2 separate regions of the Oryctolagus cuniculus genome follow, and region 1 is linked to region 2. A link is a contact called in public Micro-C data. All regions are on one chromosome and are shown on one strand. Each heading gives the region's core, a stretch centred on a gene start, on an enhancer-like site or on the middle of the called end of the contact. The rest is flanking DNA. Distances are from core to core; before and after follow the strand shown. Region 1 overlaps LOC100355689 (putative tetratricopeptide repeat protein 41). Region 2 overlaps STAB2 (stabilin 2).

Region 1 (3,700 bases), core at 341-2,840, 280 kb after region 2:
CATCTTCCATCCCAAACCCACCTTACTCTTTGGCTTTCCCCACTCTGTCAACCAGGCTCAGATTCTTGGGGTCTCGTTGATTCTTCCCCATTTCACAGCCATGCTTCCCATCAGTCTGAGACAGAGGCAGAGCGCCTCCCCCAGGGAGTCTGACAGACGTCTAACCCAGCGCCAGTCCACCTCTTGGATCCTCTGTCCACATTGCCAGTAACACCAGTCAGCATGTAAATGTGGCCCCATATTGTCAGCTTCTGTTCCCCTCCTCCTATTCCAGATTACTCACTCCTTGAGGACAGAGACCCTCTGTGGCACTGAGTAATACGTGTGGACATTCACAGCGACTGCAAGTCACAACCCAACTTCACACTGGCTCTCAGGTCTATGTAGCCACCACCTCTGGAGCACTGATGAAACTAAGCTCTTGCCAAGTGTGACTTCACTGCATATTCACAGCCACCCTAGGAAGTAGAGCTCATTACTCCTCTATTACATGGGAAAACCAAGGTTCGATTTGGCTAAATAAATGGCTCGGGTTTATGTGACTAATCAGCAGGAGGGCAAGGGAGTTCAACCCAGACCTGCCAATCTCCAAAACACTGTTCTGCACATTTTCTCAGCAGGAGCGCCTGTGTTCAGTGCAGAAACAAATGTGCACTTGGGTTTTCAGGCTGTCTGGTGTACCTACTGCGAAACACTGCAGGGAAGAAATGAGACCTTTTGAACAAACAGACCATCTACGTCAGAATTTCTCAAAACCAGTGCCACTGGTGTTTGGGGAACGAGAGCCCTGTGCTGTGCACCTCGTGCTGTGCATTAGAGGATGGCTAGCAGCATCCGTGGCCTCTACCCGCCATACGCCAACAGCAAGTCTCACCCCAAGTTGTGACAACCAAAAATGTCTCTAGCATTGCCAAGTATTCCCTAGGGAATGAAATTTGCAAACCACTGCATACAATTTTAAAACAAGCTGGTCTCTGGCTGGAGCTGTGGCTCAGTAGGCTAATCCTCCGCCTGTGGCGCCGGCACACCGGGTTCTAGTCCTGGTCAGGGCGCCGGATTCTGTCCCAGTTGCCCCTCTTCCAGGCCAGCTCTCTGCTGTGGCCAGGGAGTGCAGTGGAGGATGGCCCAAGAACTTGGGCCCTGCACCCCATGGGAGACCAGGAGAAGCACCTGGCTCCTGCCTTCGGATAGGTGCGGTGCGCCGGCCATGGCGGCCATTGGAGGGTGAACCAACAGCAAAAGGAAGACCTTTCTCTCTGTCTCTCTCTCTCACTGTCCACTCTGCCTGTCAAAAAAAAATAAAAAATAAAACAAGCTGGTCTCAAGAAATTATAAAAATGGTATAAGACAGAGTATAACAAGATTTCCCCACTTGAAAATGTTAGGCACATATTTCAAAAGAGTTGTTATTGCCCAAAATAGCTATATAATTTCAGAGCCTAGAAAATTCTTTCAATAGTCTCCGTGGTGGCTAGGCCCAAAGAACTGTTGCAAAAATATTTTGAGAACTGAATCACAAGACTGATGCCTCCAGAAAGAGACTGCAGAAGCTGGGAATTCTTGCTGGATGTCTCAGCGCTGGCGTGCTCCCCCAGTCAGCCCCACCCCTTCAAGACCACACAGCTCAGTCTGTGCTTCTCCACCGACAGTGAGTCCTGTGCCACTGCGAGCTCCATGAGGGACGGAACTGGCCACCTCGCTGCCTGCTATCAAACCTCCACACTCTGCTCAGCCTAGGCAAAGCCTTCAGTGAGTGCTCCCTGAGTGAATGACTGAGCGACTGGCTAGAATCAGACAGCTGATGAGGACCTAATAAAATAACTGTGTTTTCCAGACAAACATTAGACAGAGGAAATGTGGACCTCATGGGGGAAATGATCGTGGCAGGGAAAGATTCCACGGTCATAATAGGAAACCACTCTACTCCCTAAAAAATGAACAAGTGGTCAAAAGAGCTTAAATTAAATGCACTATTTCTAACCTAGGCCTCAGCATTTTATAACCCAAGGACAGCAATAACAAAATTGCTTCTAGTACTTAAGATCTCACTGTGTGCCAGATACCACGTAAGGGATTTTTGCATTTTCTTATTTGACCCTGGCAATGGCCCATGAGATAGACATTAGAATCCTTAAAAATGAGAACTCAGTAGGGCAACAGAGGTTAAAATTCCTGCAAAGGTCACAGAAGCAGTAAGTGACAGAGCTGGGGTTTAAATCTGGGTCAGCCTGAAAACACTCCAGGTCCCAGTCACTACTCTGTACCACCTTCTAAGGACATAAAGGAATTTAATTTGCTGACCAAATGGATTTGTTGATTTGTTTATCAAGTACCCCCAGATTAGAATATCTCATGGAAGATGTAAAAATTGGTAAATAAGCACTGTCTCTGTTGTAAAGGGAGTTGCAATGTTGAGTATCATGAATCCTTTTACATAGAAGCCCTTCCATAAACATGTATTGATGAGGGCAGGGGTAATATCTTAGGAAAATGTGAAGGTTAGAGCCAGTACTGTGGCATAGCGGGTTAAGCCACTGCCTGCAGCAACACCATCATTCCATATTGGTACACTAATTCCAGTCCAGTTTTTCCACTTCCAGTCCAGCTCCCTGCTAATGCACCTGGGAAGGCAGGGAAAGAACGGCCCACGTGCTTGCAGCCCTGTGGCCCATATGGGACACCTGGATAGAGTTCCAGGCTCATAACTCGGCCTGACCCAGCCCTGGCTATTGTGGCCACTTGGGGAGTGAGCCAGGAGATGGACTATCTTTTTCTTACTGCTTCTCACTCTCACTCTGTCACTCTGCCTTTCAAATAAATAAAATAAATCTTTAGAAGAAAAGAAAAAATTTTAAGGAATTTGTTTCAAAATAAGAACAACTTTGTCTTTGGTTATACTTCCTTTAATCCACAAACTATTGAAATCAGTGAAAATTAAAACAGTTCTTTAAAGGCAACAAATGTTATCTTAAAGCAATCTTACAGTTATATTTTATGAGTGAAACTTTCATTGAATTCAACAAAACCAAAAGTTCGTATTTGAGGAAAAGCGAATCAATATAGGGACAAGATAATAAACCAGTCTTCCCCAACATCTTCATGAGAGTTGAAACAAAGGCTTTGACCAGTCTTTTATTAATTCATTTCAATCCACCACTGTACTTTCCTTTTTGTTTATGAACTTTTTTTTCTCCCAAAGTTACAGTTGTGTGTATTCATTAATTCTGTAATGATTTCTATCTATTTAGTGCTTTTTTGTCATTAAATATAGTTTGGGGCATAGGTTAAAAACACAGCTTCCAAGGCCAGCAATAGGTCACACTGGGTTAAGTCAGCTGTTGAGATACCAGCACCCGATATGAGCACTGTTTCTAGTTCTATTTCTCCGCTTCCAACGCAACCTTGGCCACTGAGGGCATCTGGGGAGTGAACCAGCAAGTGGGAGCTCTCTGTCTGTCTGTCTCTCTCTCTCTCTCTCTCTCTACCTACCTACCTACCTACCTATCTAATCTATCACTGTTTCTCAAATACATAAATTAAAAAAAAAAAAAACATAGCTTCCTCATTGCTGAGTAAAACCAATCTGTCTCTTTGTGCATCAAGCTACAAAGTAAAAAAGCCAAATGATACCTGACAACAACTGACACAAAAGGAATAAGGTCCAGAGAATCTGAACTTCGTCTCACTTTACCTGCATTAA
Region 2 (3,831 bases), core at 1,324-3,823:
GTTGCCTCTGGAAGCAGACCCTTAGACAAGGATTTGAGTACAAGTAGTTTATCTGGAAGGTGTTTTCAGTAACTTCTTGATGTCAAGGAGGAATGTGAGGAAAAGTAAAGGGTGTGTTATCAAGACAGGCACCATTGTGGATGGCTGGGAGTCAGTGAAAACCACATAGCAAGCTGGTGCCGTGGCTCACTAGGCTAATCCTCTGCCTGCGGCACCGGCACACCGGGTTCTAGTCCCGGTTGGGGCGCCAGTTCTGTCCTATTTGCTCCTCTTCCAGTCCAGCTCTCTTCTATGGCTCGGGAGTGCAGTGGAGGATGGCCCAAGTCCTTGGGCCCTGCACCTGCATGAGAGACCAGGAGGAAGCACGTGGCTCCTGGCTTCAGATCGGCACAGCGCGCCGGTCATAGCAGCCATTTTGGGGGTGAACCAATGGAAGGAAGACCTTTCTGTCTCTCTCTGGCTGTAAACGTTAGCAATTGTTATTACCTGTTATTCCCAGCAGCCTCCTCGTCTTAGGTTTCTTCTCCCACCACTCTGTAAAGCACCATCTCATAAAGGTGTTAGCAAGACCAAATTGCAGGCAGATAGTGGCATTCAGTGTGGATTTAAGATTAACATGACGGCCAGCGCCGCGGCTCACTAGGCTAATCCTCCGCCTGCAGCGCCGGTACCCCAGGTTCTGGTCCCGGTTGCCCCTCTTCCAGGCCAGCTCTGTGCTGTGGCCTGGGAGGGCAGTGGAGGATGGCCCAACCGCTTGGCCCCTGCACCCACATGGGAGACCAGGAGGAAGCACCTGGCTCCTGGCTTCGGGTCAGCACAGCGCCGGCCGTAGCGGCCATTTGAGGGGTGAACCAACGGAAGGAAGACCTTTCTCTCTGTCTCTGACTCTGCCTGTCAAAAAAAAAAAAAAAGATATTGAAATTGAAGTCAGTAAGAAATTATAATTGATAGTTTAGAAATGACATGTCTGCTTCTGAATTGGCCCTTCCCTACTACAATGCTAGAATTAAATTATATTTAGTAAATACTGAAATGGGAAGAGAAAGAAGAGAGCTAGCATTGCTTAGTTCCCAAGAAAGTAGAGGAATTGTTTGGGAAGAAGATGAACTGGGTTGTTTTAACAGACAGGCGTCGATGACTGGTGAACACAGGTGCACCTAGAGAGTCTGAACATTCCCAGACCATGAAAGTAGCCTCTCTTCACATTTGTCTGTGCCATGGAGAAAGGCCAAGTGAAAGGGAGAAAGATGATTTAGAACTCTGTATTTCTAAGTAAGGAAACTGGAAACCTAAACTGAGAGCTTGGGGTGGGGGGGATATTTCCCCAACCCAGATCCTAACAGAACTTCCTGTGATGTTGGAAATGTTCCGTAGCTGCATCAGTCAACATGGTAGCCACTAGCAACGTGTGGCCATTGAGCACCCGAGGTGTGGCTGGTGCAACTGAGGGACTGAACTTAAAATTTAATAAATACAAATTGAATCCAAATAGCTACACCTGGCTTGTGGCTAGCACAGCCCTAACACAGAGTGGTTGAAGTGGGCAGGCTGCGAAGTCAGACTGGCCTGAGTTTGAGAAGCACCACAATTGCTACGTGACCTAGGCCAAGGGACCTAACCTCCCTAGGCTGTAAACCGGAAGGAATAACACCTGCCTCGTGGGGCTGACAACATAACAAAGCTTACAGCAGCATGTCACAAGCAATCGAGGGGAGCAAGAACTAAGTGACAACAAAAACAATCCACCAGCAAGCAAAAAGGAATGTATGAAGGAATGAACCGGTGAGGGAGTCAGTAATGGCTGCTTATTTCCCATTGGCAAGAACTAGAACCTGTGAGTGTTTTTTAGCCAGGCGTCCACTAGGGGCCAGTGTTGCTTCATCTAATGTGATATCGGTCCCTAGCATGTGGCAATTCTGCCTGGACCTGAGATGGCTCCATTAGGTGCAGTGTATTTTTAACAATGACTTTACCCTGCCACTGGAGCATTCTCCTACCAGGCTGTTTATTGGTTTGGAGATGATTTAGAGCTGCACCAGCCAATGCCAAATCCCTACCCTACTCAGTGCCCAGCCCCCAGCTAACACAGGATGCAAAGCCCATTTTCTCTGACATGGCTCCCAAATCAGTCCAACAGAATAGCTAGCATTTACTGAGTGCCTACTGTGTGCCAGGCAGTCTCCATACTCTGTGGGTGTTCTTTACAACTTAAGTGGGAGCACTCCTTCTGTGGACAAAAGGCAGAGGTCACTCCACGAGGCCATGCAGCTGGAACAAGTGCAGAAGCAGGATTTGCCCCCAGGTGTCTGATTCCAGCACTTAGGATTTCAAACACTGCACCATCCTGCCTCTGAGTGCCTACTACATATCAGCCCCTAGAAGGCTGATGGGGATTGTACAAGGGAGAGATTAGGTCCCTGAGACTAAAGAGCTAGCAATGTGGGCAACAATTATGTTACAAAGTTGCAGAAGAGCCAGCAGTTGGCTCCTGCCGTGGAACGTGTCTTGGGACCATGTACACTATTACCCCTCTGGCCAAAATGGTCACGACTTGGACCACTTCAGTGTCACACGGTCCAAGTTTCACATGTCTCTGGAGATTTGCTGAGGCCAGTTCACAAAGTAGCAATGGCCCGTTCAAGGACCATCTGGGAATTCCTCTGCTGCTTTCCCTTCCCAAGGACACTTCCTTGGCATCGGCTGGCAGCCCTGCAATGCAGTGTCAAACTCCCAAAAGCAGCTCGTGCCAGGTCAGCTAATCCAGTACAGAGGCTGCCCTGGAAGGAAGACAGGACACAGGAAGAGGCTGGTGCCAGGGCCTTGCAGCTAGGAGGGCAGTCTTACCACCACGGACAGCTCGGGCAGTCAGTATCTGAGTTGTGAGCAGGGCCCAAGTCCCTTGCCTACTCCGTCTTATGCCACTCAGCTTCATCCACGGGCTGCATGACCACACTTAGGATGTCAAATCTCACTGTTTCTCTTAGGATCTAGCTTCTCTCCTACACAGTGAGCTCCTTCAATTTAAATATTGTGAATTACACACACACCTAGTGCCTACTATATTGTCTGCTATTGGTGGGATCTGAATAAGCAGTTTAATGTTCTATTTGTTTGCATCTAATTGAATGGAAAAATGAGAGAAAGAAGTCTTCCACCTGCTGGCTCACTCCCTGAATGCCCGCAATGGCCTTGGCTGGACCAGGCCAAATCCAGAGGCCCAGGACTCTAGCCAGATCTTCCACGTGGGTAGCAGGGGCCCACACGCTTGAGGTATCATCACTGCCTTCCAGGATGCGTTACCAGGAAACCAAACTGGAGTAGCCAGGACTGAAACCAGCACTCCAATACGGGATGTGAGCATCCTTAGTGTTGTCTTAACCTGCTATGCCATAAAACCCACTGCTGCAATTTTAATGGAATTGAATCTGCTCTAGTAAAACCCATACACTGTGGCTCCCTCCATAAACGGCTTCTCTCCAGAACTTGTCATTTCCCAAAAGTTGCAGCCACAGGTGGATGTTGCGTGATTTCTTCTAATGGAAACAATGGCAGTTGGGTTTGGAGGCAGGCTGGCAACTGAAGGAGGCTGGCAGGTGCAAATCCAATTTAATTCTTGACGTATTTATACACAGAGGTTTGTGAGCATCAAATTAGATATTGCACACAGAACACTTGCAAAATGCCTGGTAGATAGTCAATGCCTAGAAAAAGGTGAGTGTAGGGCCAGGTCTAGAGCAGGGTCAGCAAGAAGCATGCCTTTGGTGCAAAATTTAAGAAGGAACCAAAAATCTCATGGAAGCTAAATAATTGTTCAGGCTTCCTTATGGAGCT

The links. Hi-C and Micro-C count contacts between places; a contact is called where the count stands out from the background.
Region 1: a Micro-C map of ear pinna shows a contact between it and region 2, with 17 times the contacts expected there. The contact joins two enhancer-like sites. A contact is called at or near these places in 4 of 6 Hi-C or Micro-C datasets (ear pinna, psoas muscle, skin fibroblasts and 1 more).

Annotation. Positions count from the first base shown.
Region 1 is chr11:106,709,426-106,713,125 of mOryCun1.1, forward strand. LOC100355689 (putative tetratricopeptide repeat protein 41) reads right to left here. Exons shown (of 17, transcript XM_017342068.3): 11 at 3,692-3,700. Among named protein-coding and RNA genes, the nearest start is that of NT5DC3, 37 kb to the left of the region's middle. Within about 2 kb of position 1,591, at least 2 of the 8 cell types and tissues checked have an H3K27ac peak or open chromatin away from gene starts, as enhancers often do.
Region 2 is chr11:106,426,743-106,430,573 of mOryCun1.1, forward strand. The region is part of intron 5 of STAB2 (stabilin 2); the gene reads left to right. Among named protein-coding and RNA genes, the nearest start is that of STAB2, 26 kb to the left of the region's middle. Within about 2 kb of position 2,574, at least 1 of the 8 cell types and tissues checked has an H3K27ac peak or open chromatin away from gene starts, as enhancers often do.